Regions from separate parts of the Mus musculus genome. Here regions 1, 2 and 3 are each linked to region 4. The links are chromatin contacts, called in public Hi-C and HiChIP or PLAC-seq maps. All regions are on one chromosome and are shown on one strand. The core of a region is the stretch at or near the end of the contact, and the rest is flanking DNA. Distances in the headings are between cores, read along the strand shown. Region 1 overlaps Gfra2 (glial cell line derived neurotrophic factor family receptor alpha 2). Region 2 holds the start of Bmp1 (bone morphogenetic protein 1). Region 3 has its middle 6.8 kb from the start of Gm34703. Region 4 holds the start of Dok2 (docking protein 2).

Region 1 (3,923 bases), core at 572-3,071, 160 kb after region 4:
ACCCAGAGACAGAGATGTGGAATGACAGGCAGGTGGTGGATGGCATTCACTCCAAGTTGGAGACCTGTGTGTGGTCTTCTGACTAGCTATCCAGTGGGCTCTGTCTTTTCCTGGGCTCTTGGTTTCCATGCCGATCAAACAAAGACACTTATTCATGACATCTCTTGGGATCTTATCTTATTGCCTGGATCTGTGGGATAAAGTCTTTCCAGTTGGTTTTCAGGCTCCTGGGACCAGCCTCAAGGGCTTTCGACCCATGGTCTTCCCAGGATGGGCCTAGAAGAAAAGAGGGTACTATCTTCTATGTAGCTCCCACAGATCTGACCCCTGACCCACTGCCCAGCAGTCCCTGGTGGTCCTGTCGGTGCCAATCTCAGCTCTGTGAGGTTAAAGATGGCTTGAAAGGTCATCTGGAGACCATCAAGTTGGACTTTGACTCTGCACTGTGCCCAGGCAGGCATTGTGTGCCCTTCCTCTGGCTTGGCCTTTTCCAGGTTTCTGCCTTCCAGAATGGGCACACAGGTAGGAATCTTATGAAGATAGTGGTGACAAATGTCATGGGGGGTTTGGGACAGGAAGTGAAGACCCTCTCTTTCTTGGGTATGTTAATTAAGCTGGGTAGATGGGGACAATGGAAAACCATGTTTGGGGATTGAATCTTTGGGAGAGGAGTTTCCATCCTTAGGAATTCCCTGCAGCCTACCTTGGAGATCCACTTCCGCCATGCTCCGTTTCCGTAGCATTCAGTCCCGACTTAGCCAGTCCTGCCTCTTCTTCTGTGGAGGGGGCCCATGTATCTTGAGACTTCTTGCTGAGTCAGAGTCTTGGACCAGGAGTTTCAGAGTGGAAGGAAGCAGCTTTGCCAAAGTCTAGGTGGCATGGCATGAGAGTTAGTCTGTTTTACCTGGGTGAGGTACGGTAGATCATGCTGGACTGTCTTGTTAAATGTCACTACCAGTGTGGCGTTTGATCTAGCATTTGGAGAAGCATTGGCTAATCAGGGCTATCTGCTAGCTTGACCTTGGACTCATTGGATGTGCTTCGGAATCCTCCTGCTGCTCTTCTGACCTGGGTAGATGGACTGTCTGTGAATCGAAACTTTTCGCTATACTCACAGTCTATCTGGCTGCTCTTCTGACCTGGGTAGTTGGACCTTCTGTGAGTCAAAACTTCCCGCTATACTCATAGTCTATCTGGCTGGCAGTTCTTCCTTAAGACTCCAGGCTCTGCTTTTGTCCCATTCCCACCCTAGGCCTCAGGGCTGTGGACTTAAGCTAACTGAAAATCTGAGGATGAGCAGGGAAGATATTTCCTTTAGAAGCATCTGATAGGGAGCCTAGAGCTGGGAGCTTTTTGGAACAGGTCTGTGGAATCTGACTGGATTGTTTCCAGGTTCCAGTGGGTCATGAGCTACTTTTACATTTTCTAACACAACTGTTTATATCTTCTCAGCTTGCATCCAATGGATGCATGCCTGTGTGCATGCATTTGTGGGTGTATGCATGCACTTATGTGTGTGCATGTGTGTGCATGTGCGTGGGTTTGTGTGTGTGCGTGTGTATGTGTGTGAGTGGTGTGTATGTGTGCATGGTGTGGTGGCTCTCTCTCTCTCTCTCTCTCTCTCTCTCTCTCTCTCTCTCTGTGTGTGTGTGTGTGTGTGTGTGTGTTGTAGTGGCTGTGAAGTTGTGGGAAGAACAACTGCTGTTTTACTAACTATCTCTGGCTGGCTGCATTTGGAAATGGCTCCTGGAGTTCTTTGTTCCTCCTGGTCTGCCAACAGACTATAAATAACCTCTTGCTGGACCCATGCCATCTACAGAGCTGTGATTTAACCTCTGGGTGCTGAGGATGTACACAAATAGACTCCAGCCTGGGGCTATCCCAGTAGTCCTGGGCCACTCGTGCTGTGGTTGCTGTCTTTGTCCTAAAGGAGAAGCTGGCTGGGATAAGGAGTGGAGGGAACGTAGCCTCCTTTTCTCAGGCTGTCCTGAACTGGGGTTTGAGTGTTGACCTCTGAGCATGTGCATCTCTTTGACTCTGTAGGATTTGTTGGCTGGTGTTCTCAGCAGACCATCTCTAACCAATAACAAAAGACTTATTTCCAAAGTGATCAGGAGGCTAAGGACTTCCAAACTTTTACTTTTTTTTTTTTTTTTTTAAAGAAGCCCTGGTGTATCTTGATATGATATACCAAGTTTTGGGTGCACATTTTAGAGAGAACCTTACTGTGTTCATTACATTCTGGAAAGGTTCTTGGGTCTCCTAATGCTTAAGAATCTCTGTCTTCTCTGGTAACACCGTCAATTCCCTGGGGACGGACACCGAGTTTCTCCCTTGATAGTACAGAGAGCTGTTACTGACTAGCAATGTCTGCCACTGGCCTGGGAAGTTACGATAGGTCTTGGCTGGAACCCAATCAGTCGTTCTTAAGGCAATCAATTGCCTCTAGAAGGGAGACCGGGGGTCTTGTGAACAGTCTATGTTCACTTTATTATACTCTGTTGATCATCTATGTGGGCCTGGCATTGTGTTAGCGTTGGAGAGCTCATGACCAGGGAATCGGAGGTCTTTGGAGTCGCATGGAGCCACTGTATTGGCTGACTCTGTAGAAACAGTGGGGACCTTCATCCTTAGATGAAGGCACTTCTCACTAGGCTTTTCTGGAAGCCCCTGTTTTTTTGCTGCCACCTCATAGGTCCACTCTGGTGGTACTGGAGAGCATCTTTCTTAGGGAAGGTGGGATCTAGCCTCCTTTGAGGGCCTTCCTGGCCTGGATCAGAGAAAGGCTTCGCTGCTGAGATTCCTGAGGAGGGAGGAGCTGTGGGCCCACAGGGTGTGTGTCTCCTTGGCCCAGCAGCTTTGCTCCCACATGACCCATGTCGCTCCCATGGAGCCCCTGCTCTTCTTCATTCTGGGTCAAGGGAAGGGCTCTTCCTGGAACTTCCTCTGATGTGTTGACACAGGGAAGAAATGTTGACTATTACTTTCCAAAGGCCTGGGGACATCAACTCACAGATGCTCCGGCTTAGATACCTAGATTATATGATAGAGTCTGTGTGACTTCCTGCTGTGGCTGCTTTAGGCAGAGCAGCATTGAGGAGGGGGCATCTTTAACCTTCCCTATCCATCCCATCCCCTATTCCAGACACCTGGGCCCCACAGAACTCACACCCAGCACTGATGAGGTATGGTCCCTGGTAGGGGAAGGCTCCCACTGAAGAGCTGTGATTAAGGCTCTGCCTCATCTTTGCGGGTAGAGGAAGAGGGTCCACTTGGGGATGCTAGTGATGCAGGGAGTGGGAGGATATAAGTCCATATGCTTCTCCTATTGGTGTGTGTGTGCGCGTGCGTGCATGTGTATGTGCCTATCTGTGTCTATACACAGTGGGCCAGACAGCCTTTAGCTAGCTTGTCTTCAAGTTGTTTCCATTGTATCTATGATTGTTTCTACTCTCATTTGATGTGAGGAGCACCCTGCCTGGTGTTTTAGTCACTTTTGGATGTTATCAGAGTACTACAGACTACATGACTTAAACTATGCTGTTTTCTACCTGTTTGGGAAGTTGGAAGTCTCTGATCAGGATGCCAGTGTGAGACAGTCTTCTTGGTTGTGTTCTCCTGTAGTCTCTTCCTTGGTGTGTGTGTGTGTGTGTGTGTGTGTGTGTGTGTGTGTGTATGTGTATGTGTGTGTGTGTATGTGTATATGACAGAGACAGAGAGACAGAGAATTTTCTTTTCTCCTAGATCACTAATCCTATCATGAGCAGTGCCCACTGCTTCTAACATGACTAATCATGACTTCTAAAACTACTCATCCCCCAACAGCTCCCTCTGCAAAGTGCACATTGAGGTTTAGAGTTTGCACGTCAACTCACTCTTTGCCAAGCCTGTCTCATCTGCTCCTCTTAACCCTCTTCTGGCAG
Region 2 (3,875 bases), core at 1,365-3,864, 250 kb before region 4:
TTTCCTGCAGGGATGATCCACAGGGCCTAGCATCAGTCACACCCAAGAAGAAGGCCTGATCTGACCCTGAAGCTAGGCCCTGGCAGGCTCTAGGACCTCTCAGCCACCTCAGGCCTGGCCGAGCTCCCCACCAGCCTCACATCACCCTGGTAGAGAACTTTCTCCAGAGCCCTTGCTTGAAGTTCCAACTCAGCCAGCCCCACCCTAGCATGAAATCTGAGACTAGGGATGGAGCCCTGAGCCTATTGCTATTCCCAAAAATCACTCCCATTCTCAACATGAGCATAGCTTCCTATCCATTCTTTGAGGCTGTGCTCCTGTCCTGGTGCCTCCACAAAAAATCTCCACTCTACAAACCTTCCCACACACCTTCAAACCACTTTGCTCTGCCCTCCCCATCACCAGGAACGAAGAGATGATGAGGGACCCTAATCTTCCTGAATTATGCTGTGTAACATTAGTGTGCTCTTGGACACTTGCTTAGAACGTGATCTCTTTAAGGACCGAGATCTGTCTGGCAACTCTCTGCACCTCCCACAACATCAAACCCAGCCCTGAGACATATCAAGAAACGAACATCACTGAATGGATATGAGACACCGTACAGGGTCAGAGAGATGTTAGCTTTTTCTAAAATCCAAATCCACACCCTCTCAAAGACATTGATCAAGAGCTGGAGGCACAGAGCACAGGAAATGAACATTTATATAGTGTCTGCTGTGTGTTAATAATAAGTGAATTATATATGTTCTCAGATTTAGCCCTTACCCACCAGCTAGTTCTCTAATGAGGAACTTAAGTTCAGAGACTGTGCTCAGCCTTCCTGGTGGCTAATGAGTCCTTCAGATTTCATGCCTTGCTCATTCTTCCTCCTGCCCTCCTACCACGCACGATGTGATGGAGACTTTTACTGTCCTGGTTTGCCTACAGCATACCAGGCATGGAAGAGGAAAGACTGAAGGGTTTGGTTTGTCCTGTCCTGTAAAATGGTCCCTATCCTACCTAAGGGTGGATGGAGCAAGGAGAGTCCCTGATTAGGTCCTCTGTGCTCAAGATTGTAGCTGCCTGTCCCAAAACTTTGTGTCCATTTCTTGTGTCCCAATCCCTGGCTCTAGCTCTTCGCAGACAGGCTGAAGTCAGAAGCGGGAAGTCGAGGAAAAGTTGTGATAACTTGTCCCCAGTGTATTCCAGACAGCCTGCTTGGGAACATCAATTAGGCCAATGGCCTGAGTGTGTCTGGTCATCTGGTCACTCCAAGGGAATCACAGCAGGAGAGTCCTCATGAACAAAGATCACACACACACACACACACACACACACACACACACACACACACACACACACTAGAAGCCCTGACTTGACTAATTAGCCTCAGGTGTCTGTAGGGCGAGAGAGCTGATGTAGAATATCTGAGACCTCTTTGTGAGACTCATTTGCTAACCTAACTGAGCTCTGGCAAAGCTCTCCTGGCACACAAAGGCACAGGTAAGTCCCCCTGTGCCCCCCAAGCCCCCACCCCTGCCGCCAATTTCTCTGACTTTGACAGCTGTCTCTTGAGTGTTCAGAGAGCTCCTGCTGCTGGCTAGATTCATAGGATTGCCTATGAAGAAGTATTCCATAGAACCTCCTGAAAAACTTTCTCCTTCCACTGGGCTGAGAAGCCGGGAAAATCTATCCCTTTGGAGCTGCAGGCCTTCTTTCTGGGCATCAAACCAGACAGATGTGCTGTGCGGCACTATGGCAAACAGACAAGCAGGCAAACACCAGTATTCCACAAAGCAGGAGGGATAGGGGAGAAGGGACACGGACGGACGGACGGACGGACACACACACACACACACACACACACACACACACACACACAGTTTGGCCAGTAAAGTTTCCCGGTGGAGAAAAAGCCTCCTTGCCAGCGGGATTCGCTGGGACCGAGGGAGGTTTCCCCAGGATTCCTCTGTGAAGGCGAACGGCAGCCGCAGCAGTTTCCACAAACAGCAGCAAAACTTCAGTCCTAAAAGTCCCCCAAACTTCCCCCTCCCTTTCTCCCTCGGTCTTTTGTTCCCCCACTGCATTGCCAACCAAGCAGCTCCCAGCTTCCCACACTGGACTGTCCTCCCCCAACCCCAACTACAACCCCAACCCCAACCCCTGCCCGGCCGGGAGCCTCGATCCCAGCCTGCCCACGCCCGGCTTCCGTGCGCCCTGGGGGAGCCGGGGGTCGCTCACCCGCCTTGCAAGGGTCTTTGTAGTTGAGGAGCTCCGGGGCGTCCTCCTCGCCCAGGTCGTAGGTGTAGTCGGCCAAGTCCAGCGGCCGGCCGGCGCGCGGGAGCAGCAGCAGCAGCAGTAGCAGCGGCAGCGACAGCAGCGGCAGCGGCGGGCGGGCCACGCCGGGCATGCTGGCGGGCGGCGGTGGCGGTGGCGGTCGCGCCCGGACGCGGGAGCGGGGCGACGGGGAAGGGAGCGCTGAAGGCGAAGGGGAGGCGCTCTCCCCCCGAGGCCACCTCTTCCCGTCCCGTTTCCTGTCTCCCGCCCCCCGCTCGGCCCGGCTCTCTCCGGCCCTGGGCTCCGGCGTCCCCTCGCCCTCCTCTCGGTCGCTCCCTTTCTTTTCTCGCCGCCCTCCCACTCCCCACCCCACCCCCCCTTTTAGGGAAATGAGCTCGCTGGAGGGCGGGTTTTCGCCCAGCTCAGCCCCCCTCGGGGCCGGGACCGTGCTCGGCCGGGCCGGGAAGCACGCCAGCCGGGCGGGGAGGACGAGAGTAGCACCGCCCGCCCCGGAGGGGAATCCGCTGCCTGGGACTGGGGCAGGGGCCGGGGAGGGGGCGCGGGCCAGGGATGCCCGGAGGCACCGCTCCGCGAGGGGCCCCCTACAGGCCGCTGTCCTGTACCAGGCGGAGTGCCTCCGGGCACGGGACACGCTGTCAGGTCCGTTCCTTCCTCTTAGACACTGGATCAGCGATCGATCGTTCTCTCCCAGAGACTCCAGAGTCTGTCTGTCTTAGATCTCGGCTCTCTCGCTTCTCACTGTCTCTCTGTCTAGCTGTCTCCCTGCCTGTCTCTGTCGCTGTCCTTCCTTGTGGACACACCGCTGGAGGGCGCCTAACACCCGTGTATGGCACCCAGGTCCCGTCCTCTGTCCCTGCCTTTTGCTCTGTTCCCCATTACCTGGGGTAGGACCAAACCTCCATCACTCTTAGAAAGGACGTGGCAAAGCGCCCCAACTCTCCAAACCCTCTCCTTCCTAGGACGGCTTCTGCTAGAAGCCGAGCTGAGAAAATGTGAAAGAAAAGAAGCGCCACTCTTTGTTTTCCAATCAGGCTGCTTTATTCTTTTGTGATAGGATCCCCCTGGCCCGTAGGAGAGACACCTTTCCTTTACAGACTTCCACCGGTTTCTGGGCAGGAGCAGCTTCCTGCTTGTCTGACAAAGACCCTTTGCGGAGGGTCTTTCCTGTCCCGCTGCGGTTTCTACCGACCCTGTGAAGCAAAGAACTAATGCTTATGGGGACTGAAGAAGCCACCCGCTTGGGTCCAGTGTGGGATGTGTCTGGGAACCCTCCATCCTCCGAGCTCCCGAGACCACTGACTTTAAGAGATACCTAGTAGGTCCCCTGACAAAGCAGGCAGCCCAAGCCCTGCCAGTGTTGCCCAGGCACCCTGAAAGGTACTGTTGCTCACCTGTGGATGCTAGATATAGTAGAGTGGTAGCTCTCCACACAGGGTGCTCACAGCAAGGCCTAGGAAAGCCAGGTCTCTCCCGGAAGAATCGGACTCGGAACCAGTATCATGCCCTTCCTCCTGGCCCAGCTTAGAGGTGGGTGTGGAGGGCTTGGCCTGGAAAGAACACCTACTTTCAATGTCACCTGCTTTATTTAGTGTGGG
Region 3 (3,920 bases), core at 487-2,986, 230 kb after region 4:
AGAATGAAGGCCCCCATCCTGATATCCCCTCCAAGGACATAATCTAGTGCTTTAACTTCCTCCCACTGGAGCATGCCTCCTAAAGGTTCCACTACCTTCACGTAGTGCCTTCAGCTGAGGGCCAAGCCTTTAGCACAAAAGCCTGGGGAACATTCCAGAACAACTATAGCAACATCCTACTCCCTCCCCTAGATGTCCATCAGCACTGCCAGGGGCCGGGCTCCATCTGCAGAACACACGAAACTTGTGGGATGGCTGTCTCTAGCAAGCCAGTGTACTCTGTAGGATTTTAATCTTCTTCGATGTACAGGAAGAGAAGGGTATTCAATGCATTTTATTAAGTGTGTAACTGTATTTAACCCCAGATTTACCTTGGAAAACTCCCGTCTCTCCTCCTCTGGCCTCTTTTGAGGTTTGCAGACATCTCTCCCTGCATCTAAAGCTATCCTGCTTTCACCTTTGGCCTTGGTCAGAAGGAGTGAACAGTAGGGGCTTCCAGGAGAGTGAGCCCTCTCTGTCTTGCTCTCCCTCCCAGGAGCACAGGCCCTCAGCTAAGGTACAGACAGGCCAGTCCTGTGACTCTAAGGAAATTTCTTGCTCCAGTGACTCCCCTTCTCCTCCTTTCTTGGTCCACTCTTTCTGTCCTGGGTATAGTTGGGTGGCAGCTGCTGTATCCGCTGCTTTGAGTCTTTGTCAGCCTGGACTCTACATGTATGCACATAGGCTCGTTTCTGTTCACGTTCATGACAGGGAACTTTCCACATGGCTGAGAGCAGGAGGCTGGTCTTGGTCTCAAAGAGCATATCTAGAAGTCAAGATGCTATTAGGAGACCTGGGATCAGGCATTAGCACCTTAAATTCTTAAGAAGCTTAGCACTTTGCCAAGAGGACAAGGAAGAGGCCTAGGCCAAGGCACCTTCCAGTCAGGCTTGTGGAGTCCTGAGCAGTTTCTTTTCTGTACCCCCTAGAGCCTGACCTTTGGCCTATACTCTTCTTCTTTGCCTTTCCTGATTGTTATTGTCGCTTGCTTCTTCTTTGCGTGGGAGAAAAATGTCTGTTTCCTTCCTGCTTCTCCAGGAGGTCCTGAAGGACTCATGGGAATCTGTCTTGGAAAGACTTGGGAGTTTGGAGTAAGTTGTTAACAGCCCAGATTGGGAGGCAGATGGGATTTGCCGAGCCCCAGGCTGCGGTAGGTATCTGGTGGGAGGCACTGGCAAGAACAGCCTGTCTCCCTGCCACCCTGCCTGGCCTGGATCATAACCCTGACATCCCTTGCTTGGCTGACTTTGTTGTTGCCCTGGCATCTTATGGAGGATGGAGTAGGAGCTGTAAGACCTGGGGTGGTCCTCCTTTCCCCTGTTGACCTCAGTTCCCCCTAGTAAAATGGAAGATGTCTTGGGATATCTCCAGAGGCTCTTCTGCCAGGACTCAGTCTTGCCTGCTTTCTACGGCAGTGTCTTCTCTCTAGAAAGCTTTGGCGTGATGGGGAGCCCTCAGATAGGATATAGCAGCTCTCAACTCCATGAAGTAATGGTAGTTGCTTCTGAAGGATGCCTTTTGGGGCTGGGGTGCCTTATATTCCAGCTGTCCTGGGGTGCTTGTATCATGGAGCACAGGCTGCAGGGCAGAGCCGGTACTGGGAAGCCCAGTGCAGAACGTGGCCCATGGCCACTGCAGCCACACTCTGCCTGGCTGTCCTGTCTGACTTTGCTCCATCAGCACCTGGGCAGAACAAAAGGCTGTGTCAACCTTCAACTCCATCTGTAAGGAGACTTTGCAGTTTCTTTTATGTAAGCTTGCAGGAAGGCAGGCCCACTTCCTGTGGGCCCCCACCCACCCGCCCCCTCTTGGCTGTGCTCCCAGCTTCCAAAGCCAAACATGCAGAGAGATTGAGGCTCTAACTTCCGAGGGTATTTGGCCTTTCAGCAACCCCTGGGGGCCAATGGGGCCCTGTTTACCCTCTTTTACTTCTGTTTCTTTCCCTTTCCCTCCTTCAGCATCAACTTGGCCAGTGATGGAGAGGTGGGGAGTGGGGTTAGGGATCAAGCAGGGATGTAGGAACGGCCTCATATTTGGAAGGGGAAACAGTTAGATTGACTGTCCTGGGAGGTAATTTTAGGTAACTGTTGTTCACAGTAGACAGTTTTGTGGGCAGCCAAGGATGCCTTTGGAAATTTCTGTACATTTCTGTGAGTTTGCTCTGGCCCTCTTAGGAGCTCTGTTCCTTTTGACCCTCATTTTGTTCCTTAGATCTGCTAGAATAGGTTCCTCATTGTGTGAGTTCCCTATCACCTGTCCCCACTCCCAAGAACAGGCAGTTGAATGACTTGTGTGCCAAGGAACACTGGGGATGGAGTGGCCTAGGAACAGTGGCTCTTCTTCCAAGAAACTTCAGTCAAATGGGGGACAGTTGACTTTCTAAAAGCAATCACATCAGTGCTTTAAGTCCCCAACACAGGTACCATAACAAGTTCTGGAAGAAGAGACACACAGTGTTCTTTCTTTTTGTCTGAAGCAGTCTTCCCACAGAATCTAAATATTTGGACAATAAATGAATAGAAAAGATGTATCAATATTTGGATGTTTGTAATAGATACCTTCCCAACCACTGGTCCCTGAAAGAACCAGTATTGGCACAAGACACCCCAAGACCAAGTTCTCAGTACAGTGGAGATTTATTTGCCCCAGAGTAACAAAGGTCAGGGGAATAAGAGACAAAGACAGAAGACAGAGATAAGGGAGGATGACAAAGGAACATGGGAGATGGGGGAAGGGATATTTGCCTGGGAGGGACCAAGAAGGACTGCCTCTAGATGGAGAGGAGATGGAGGTGGCCCACAAGCAAGTGGCAGTTCATAAAGGGAAAGAGGAAACCCAGTGTTAGGATGAGTTGGTGAATTTTAATTGGGCATAGTAATTAGGGTAACCAAAAGGGAGCTTTTGACTGCTGGACTTCAATATTTCGATAACTGGACCTTGGTAGTCAGCCTCGGGAGGAGGAAGTGGTCAGATAAGGGGTGACGCTTTGGTGGCTAGCTTTGGGAATGTAATCTAATGGTTTTTTAGAAGGCAGAGGAATGGGGGAAGGTGGAGGCCTGCCAGAGCCGTGCTTGCCTGCTTGGGCCTGCTGGAGCCCCTTCTCTTCCTACATAAAGGAGCTTGTTGAACTATTGGAGAGTCTTATGGTCCGAAGGAGAGGGATAAGGTCTGCAAGTGTCCTGGTATTGGGGTATCTGGACTTGGGACAACAGACTCCTTAGAGAAGATGGGCTATTGTATTTTCGCAAGGAAGAGAGAATGAAAATTAAGTAGTTACGTTGTTTTCAGTCCCTACTTTTCTGGGTGTTCCTTGCACTGTATAGCCCCCACCCCACCCCTACTGCCTTCCAGAGTAAACCCAAAAGATATCCAAAGTTGACCTTGAATGTGAACACTGCTGTACTGGCCAGCGGCACTGGAAAAAAAGCATCTTGCTCACAAGTGCCCCCAACTCAGGCTCAGGTTAGAAAGAAGTGGAAAGACTGGGAACATGAGTTTAACTTTAAGTTAAACTTTAAGTTATGTAAAATGGGAAGTATAGTAACCACTCCAGTTTTCTTTTGTTTTGTTGTTTTTTTAGGGTCATGGGAACTATGTGTGTGTGTGTGTGCATGTGTGTGTGTGATAGTTTTGGTCATATCTTTCTTGTTCATAAGAAATTCTCTCCCGCATCAGATCAACTTGCCTGCCTCCTCTTCCATCCTCTGGGGCAGAGAAAAGAGGGGATCACCACTATCTGTTTTCTCCTTCATGTTCTATCAAGAGAAGGAGCGTGTGAATGTTATCCCGGGGACGGGGACAAACCATGAACAGAAGATGTAGGGACTATTGGCTTCTCTAGCTTTGGCTTCCCTATCTGTAAAATGGAGGTTGTCAACGTA
Region 4 (3,991 bases), core at 175-2,674:
TGTAATTCATATCGCATCCCTATATTTTGCATAGTTGAGAAACTATATATATATATATACTGAACTCATGTATTTAGAGTTCTTTCCCATAGCCTCAAGGGCTGTCCTGAAAGTCTCAGCATTTACCATTTTTCTGGAGACATAGCCACCTCACCTTTGCCTCCAGGCCTCACTTTCGCTTCCTGGACTCACGCTGTCTCTGATTAGCATGGAGTCATTAACATTGAAACAGAGGACATTCCTCAGAGTGAAAATATGCACTACACAAACAAGTCTCCCTCTCACAGCAGCCATTGACACTTGTGGAGGCTCACACCAGGGGCTACATGTCGCTCTGTCTCCACCAGTGCTACACCAGGCTTGGCACGCATAGAAGAATTGGAAGTTCTGAAGTTCCCACAGTTTAAGGTAAGTCCCACTTGAACCCAAGTGAGGAAGGAAGCCAACAGCTGAGTTAGACTTGGGGAGGAAATCTTTTTCTAGAGAGAATGTTCTTATTTCTAGATTCACCACAGACTTGTGTATTGTATGTTGTTCTTATTGCTAGATTCACCACAGACTTGTGTATTGTATGTGTTTTTGGCAGGCAGGAAATACTTTCATACAATGGGACTGGTGCGTGTTGTGTGTGTGTGCGTGCACACACACACACACACACACACATGTTTTATCTATCTGTAATTTACCCAGTATATGGCTCATCTTTGCTTGAGCTGGGAGACTTGGGTTCTGGGTGTTAGCCTTATAGGCCCTTCAGACCATCTCTATCTCCTTTTCTTTTTTTTTCTTTTCTTTTCTTTACTTTTCTTTTCTTTTCTTTTTTTCTCTCTTTCTTTCTCTCTTTCTTTCTTTTTTCTTTCTTTCAAGATTTATTTACTTATTTTATGCATATGAGTACGTGTACATTGCTCCGTTCAGGAACATCAGAAGAGGTCATCAGACCCCATTACAGAGCCACCATGTGGTTGCTGGGATTTGAACTCAGGACCTCTGGAGGAGCAGTCAGTGCTCTTAACCGCTGAGCCACCTCTCCAGCCCCAGTTTTCTCTTTTCAATGAGTAGGTTATGGTGATTGATTCCAAAGGGCTTTTCCAGCCCTGACACACTCAGCATCCTGCCTGAATGTAGAGCCCTCACCCCGGACTTTCTTGAACAACTTGATTTTGGGGTCTCTTTGTTCTTATGGCTCAGTCCTTCACACCAGCTTCTGCAGAAGTGTGAAATTTGGCTTTTTTTGGAAATTGCATGTTACTCACTGGAAATGCAGGAAGGAAGCTTGCTCGTGAAGTGCACTTAAAAAAAAAAAAAGGCGCACACAGAGCAAGAAACCACAGGGCCTATCAGCCTGTCGTCATCAAGCAGACTAGAATAGTGTAGAAAAACTCTAGTCAGAGAGGAAATGAACTAGAGAGAAGGGGGAACAGGCCCAGAAGAGAGAAGAGAGAGGGCAGAGGCAATGGCAGTGGGGAGCTGAAGCTGCGATGGTCAGGATGGAGGAGCCAGCTGTGAAGCAGGGCTTCCTGCATCTTCAGCAGCAGCAGACCTTTGGCAAGGTAAGAGTAAGGCTGGGCTCTCGCTGGGCGGAGCAGCTTGGGGGAGGGCCCTGTTACTATCCCGGGTAGAAGGGTGTCTTAATATCCCTGACCCTTATGAGACCATGTGCTCCACCAGTTTAGACAAGAACACTACTTGGGGAAGATGTCTGCCTTCTCAACGTGCCTTGCCTTCTAAACCAGGCTCTGGATCGCTCTTTGCTGAGGGCTGTTTGTCCTTGCTTGTGGGGGAGGAAGCAGATTCTGACATTATCTCTCTCTCTTTTTGTTCCCTTGCTCAGTATTGAATTTGGGGGTACCTTGGGCGGGTACGGAAGGAAGAGTTGGGGGCCAGTCAGTTTGGGATGACAGCAGAGGTCCCTCTCACCTTTGACTGCTACTGAGCTGTGGCCCCAGGGTGTTCCAACCTCTTCCTTCCCTAGCCTCTTTGAAGGGGAAGCTCTTCTGCCTCCTGCTGTTACCCAGCTGTGCTTACCCCAACACCCACCTCACCCTGTCTAGGTCTCTGTTTCTTTGTTTGTCTCTCATGGTCCAACTCCTTAATCAGTGAGACAAAAAAGGAGAGGAGGTGGGAAATTTTGGAGCCAGAACCTTCCTATGAAATGAAGACTTGTCCCTGGTCTAGGCTACTCTCCCCTCACTGTTCATCTCTGGGCTCAGTGACTTTTGTTCCCACTACCTGGCTGATGGGCCTGTCATCTTCCTGGACTCTGCATCCATTGGACATTTACTGTGGCCTTTGGCTAGCCTGCGGATCTTGGTCAGCTCTGTCATTCCATGGTCTCTGTTGTCTTCTCGGGCCTCTCTGACTGGCTGTGATGTTTGCCATTCTCCCCATCCTGTGTGGCTGCCCCAGCCCCTCTACCTCTCCCACAGTTCCTCTTCTCCCCTTTCATGACCATCTCTCCATCTCCGATGGTTCCCACTTGGCCTCTACGTGGCATACCTGGGCTCAGAAGTGGCGCCGGTTCGCAGCCGTGTTATATGGAGAGTCTGGCTGTGCCCTAGCCAGACTAGAGCTCCAGGATGTCCCCGAGAAGACACGGCGAGGAGAGGCCACTCGGAAGGTTGTCCGCCTCAGTGACTGCTTACGGGTAGCAGAGGTAGGCAGTGAGGCCAGCAGCCCCCGGGACACCAGTGCCTTCATCCTGGAGACCAAGGAGCGCCTGTACCTACTGGCAGCCCCCTCGGCAGAGCGCAGTGACTGGATACAGGCCATCTGCCTGTTGGCTTTCCCGGTGAGGGGTACAAAGTGGCCCAGGGGAGGGCGGCCACCAGGGGAGGGCGATGTTACTTAGATACTTCCTGTGGACAGGTGGTAGAAGAACCAAAACTCTTTTTTAGGGGAGTTCTTCCTTAAGGGAGCCCAGTTTGAAGTGCACCCAGAACCAGCTGGCTGGGTGTGCACTGAAAGCGAATGTCAGAGAGCCTTGGGGTGGGTTCTGGTGCTAAGACCCGGGACCTGCCTCCTCAGGGACAGAGGAAAGGGTCACCAGGACTGGAGGAAAAGAGCGGCAGTCCCTGCATGGAGGAGAACGAGTTGTATAGCAGCTCCACCACAGGTGAGAGTTGGGGCTGAGGGGCCTATGGTGCGGGAGGGAGGAGGCATGGGCTGGCTTGTGGTCTTCCTGCCTTGTGGTTACCCTGGGCCCAGCTTATCAGCGTCTCTTCCTGGCTTCTTGGTGTGGCTCAAGGTCGTTGGAACCCGGCCTACCCCAGTGTCTGCCTTGGCTCAGCCTGCCCTGACTGAGGCTGAGGGTCTCGGTTTGACTCTCTCTTTGTGGGGCGTGAAGTGATTGTGGGAGGAGAGAATTGCTTCGTGTCTGTTTGGCAGTGCAGGGCGTCCTGTGAATAGGGAAATGCGGTGCTGATAAGGGAGGCCCAGTTCTGGCTTTCTTTGTGCTTTCTAGGCTCATCACGGAGGTGTGGGAGAGAAACTCTTCCGTTTACACTCCACCCACGGGAAGGGGCACTGGCTATGGGAGTCGCAGGGGCAGGCTTCACCTGGGGCTTAGCATCAGGGTCTTGGGGAGTGATGGATGGTGTGGAGAAAACCAAGCTGTGGCTCTGGCAGCAGTGGCAGGAAGGATGTGGGCACAGGGTTGGGGTGGTATGGCCGAGGGCCTGAAGAATGCCTTCCAGGGGAGGAGGTGGGGTCAGCAGCCTAGGCATTAAGATCTGTGGTGGGATCACAGATAACACGAACAGGGTTTTCTCAAGAATTTCTGGCATGCTTACTAAGGATGGGTTGGTGGAGAAGGAGCCCACTGTTTCCTGAAGCTGCCTCTCTTTCTTCTCCTCTCCAGGGCTCTGCAAGGAATATATGGTGACCATACGACCCACAGAAGCCAGTGAGCGCTGCCGGCTCCGAGGGTCCTATACTCTCCGGACCGGGGTGAGTGCCCTGGAGCTGTGGGGTGGCCCTGAGCCAGGCACAC

What was found. Hi-C and Micro-C count contacts between places; a contact is called where the count stands out from the background. HiChIP or PLAC-seq counts read pairs in DNA pulled down with a chosen protein or histone mark.
Region 1: a contact with region 4 is called in a Hi-C map of bone marrow-derived macrophages, with 2.8 times the contacts expected there. The contact joins the enhancer-like site here to the promoter of Dok2 in region 4. A contact is called at or near these places in 1 of 39 promoter capture datasets (macrophages), 2 of 484 Hi-C or Micro-C datasets (bone marrow-derived macrophages and nephron progenitors) and 2 of 9 other capture datasets (liver and pancreatic islet).
Region 2: a contact with region 4 is called in a FOXA1 HiChIP or PLAC-seq map of pancreatic cancer cells. The contact joins the promoter of Bmp1 here to the promoter of Dok2 in region 4. A contact is called at or near these places in 7 of 39 promoter capture datasets (3T3-L1-derived adipocytes, embryonic stem cells, frontonasal cranial neural crest and 4 more), 4 of 484 Hi-C or Micro-C datasets (cerebellum, embryonic stem cells, nephron progenitors and 1 more), 1 of 115 datasets of contacts at active chromatin or transcription factors (pancreatic cancer cells) and 3 of 9 other capture datasets (embryonic stem cells, liver and pancreatic islet).
Region 3: a Hi-C map of the HPC-7 cell line shows a contact between it and region 4, with 5 times the contacts expected there. The contact joins the enhancer-like site here to the promoter of Dok2 in region 4. A contact is called at or near these places in 1 of 39 promoter capture datasets (macrophages), 1 of 15 datasets of contacts at CTCF or cohesin (large pre-B cells), 6 of 484 Hi-C or Micro-C datasets (the HPC-7 cell line, LSK cells, embryonic stem cells and 3 more), 2 of 115 datasets of contacts at active chromatin or transcription factors (the HPC-7 cell line and bone marrow-derived macrophages) and 4 of 9 other capture datasets (adipose tissue, bone marrow-derived macrophages, liver and 1 more).

What each region holds. Positions count from the first base shown.
Region 1 is chr14:70,929,275-70,933,197 of GRCm38.p6, forward strand. All of the region lies in intron 4 of Gfra2 (glial cell line derived neurotrophic factor family receptor alpha 2), which reads left to right. It overlaps Gm34588 (a long non-coding RNA gene), which reads right to left. Exons shown (of 4, transcript XR_383570.4): 3 at 704-869. Among named protein-coding and RNA genes, the nearest start is that of Gm34588, 11 kb to the right of the region's middle. Within about 2 kb of position 1,822, at least 20 of the 459 cell types and tissues checked have an H3K27ac peak or open chromatin away from gene starts, as enhancers often do. A contact at or near this core is called in bone marrow-derived macrophages, where this site is marked.
Region 2 is chr14:70,517,646-70,521,520 of GRCm38.p6, forward strand. Bmp1 (bone morphogenetic protein 1) reads right to left here and starts at 2,615. Exons shown (of 20, transcript NM_009755.3): 1 at 2,224-2,615. The coding sequence starts at 2,392. Sftpc (surfactant associated protein C) reads right to left here. Exons shown (of 6, transcript NM_011359.2): 5 at 3,672-3,827; 6 at 3,296-3,470. The coding sequence ends at 3,681.
Region 3 is chr14:70,999,490-71,003,409 of GRCm38.p6, forward strand. No RefSeq gene overlaps it. Among named protein-coding and RNA genes, the nearest start is that of Gm34703, 6.8 kb to the left of the region's middle. Within about 2 kb of position 1,737, at least 48 of the 459 cell types and tissues checked have an H3K27ac peak or open chromatin away from gene starts, as enhancers often do. A contact at or near this core is called in the HPC-7 cell line, LSK cells and hematopoietic stem and progenitor cells, where this site is marked.
Region 4 is chr14:70,772,957-70,776,947 of GRCm38.p6, forward strand. It overlaps Dok2 (docking protein 2), which reads left to right and starts at 1,425. Exons shown (of 5, transcript NM_010071.2): 1 at 1,425-1,553; 2 at 2,510-2,791; 3 at 3,028-3,115; 4 at 3,860-3,991. The coding sequence starts at 1,482.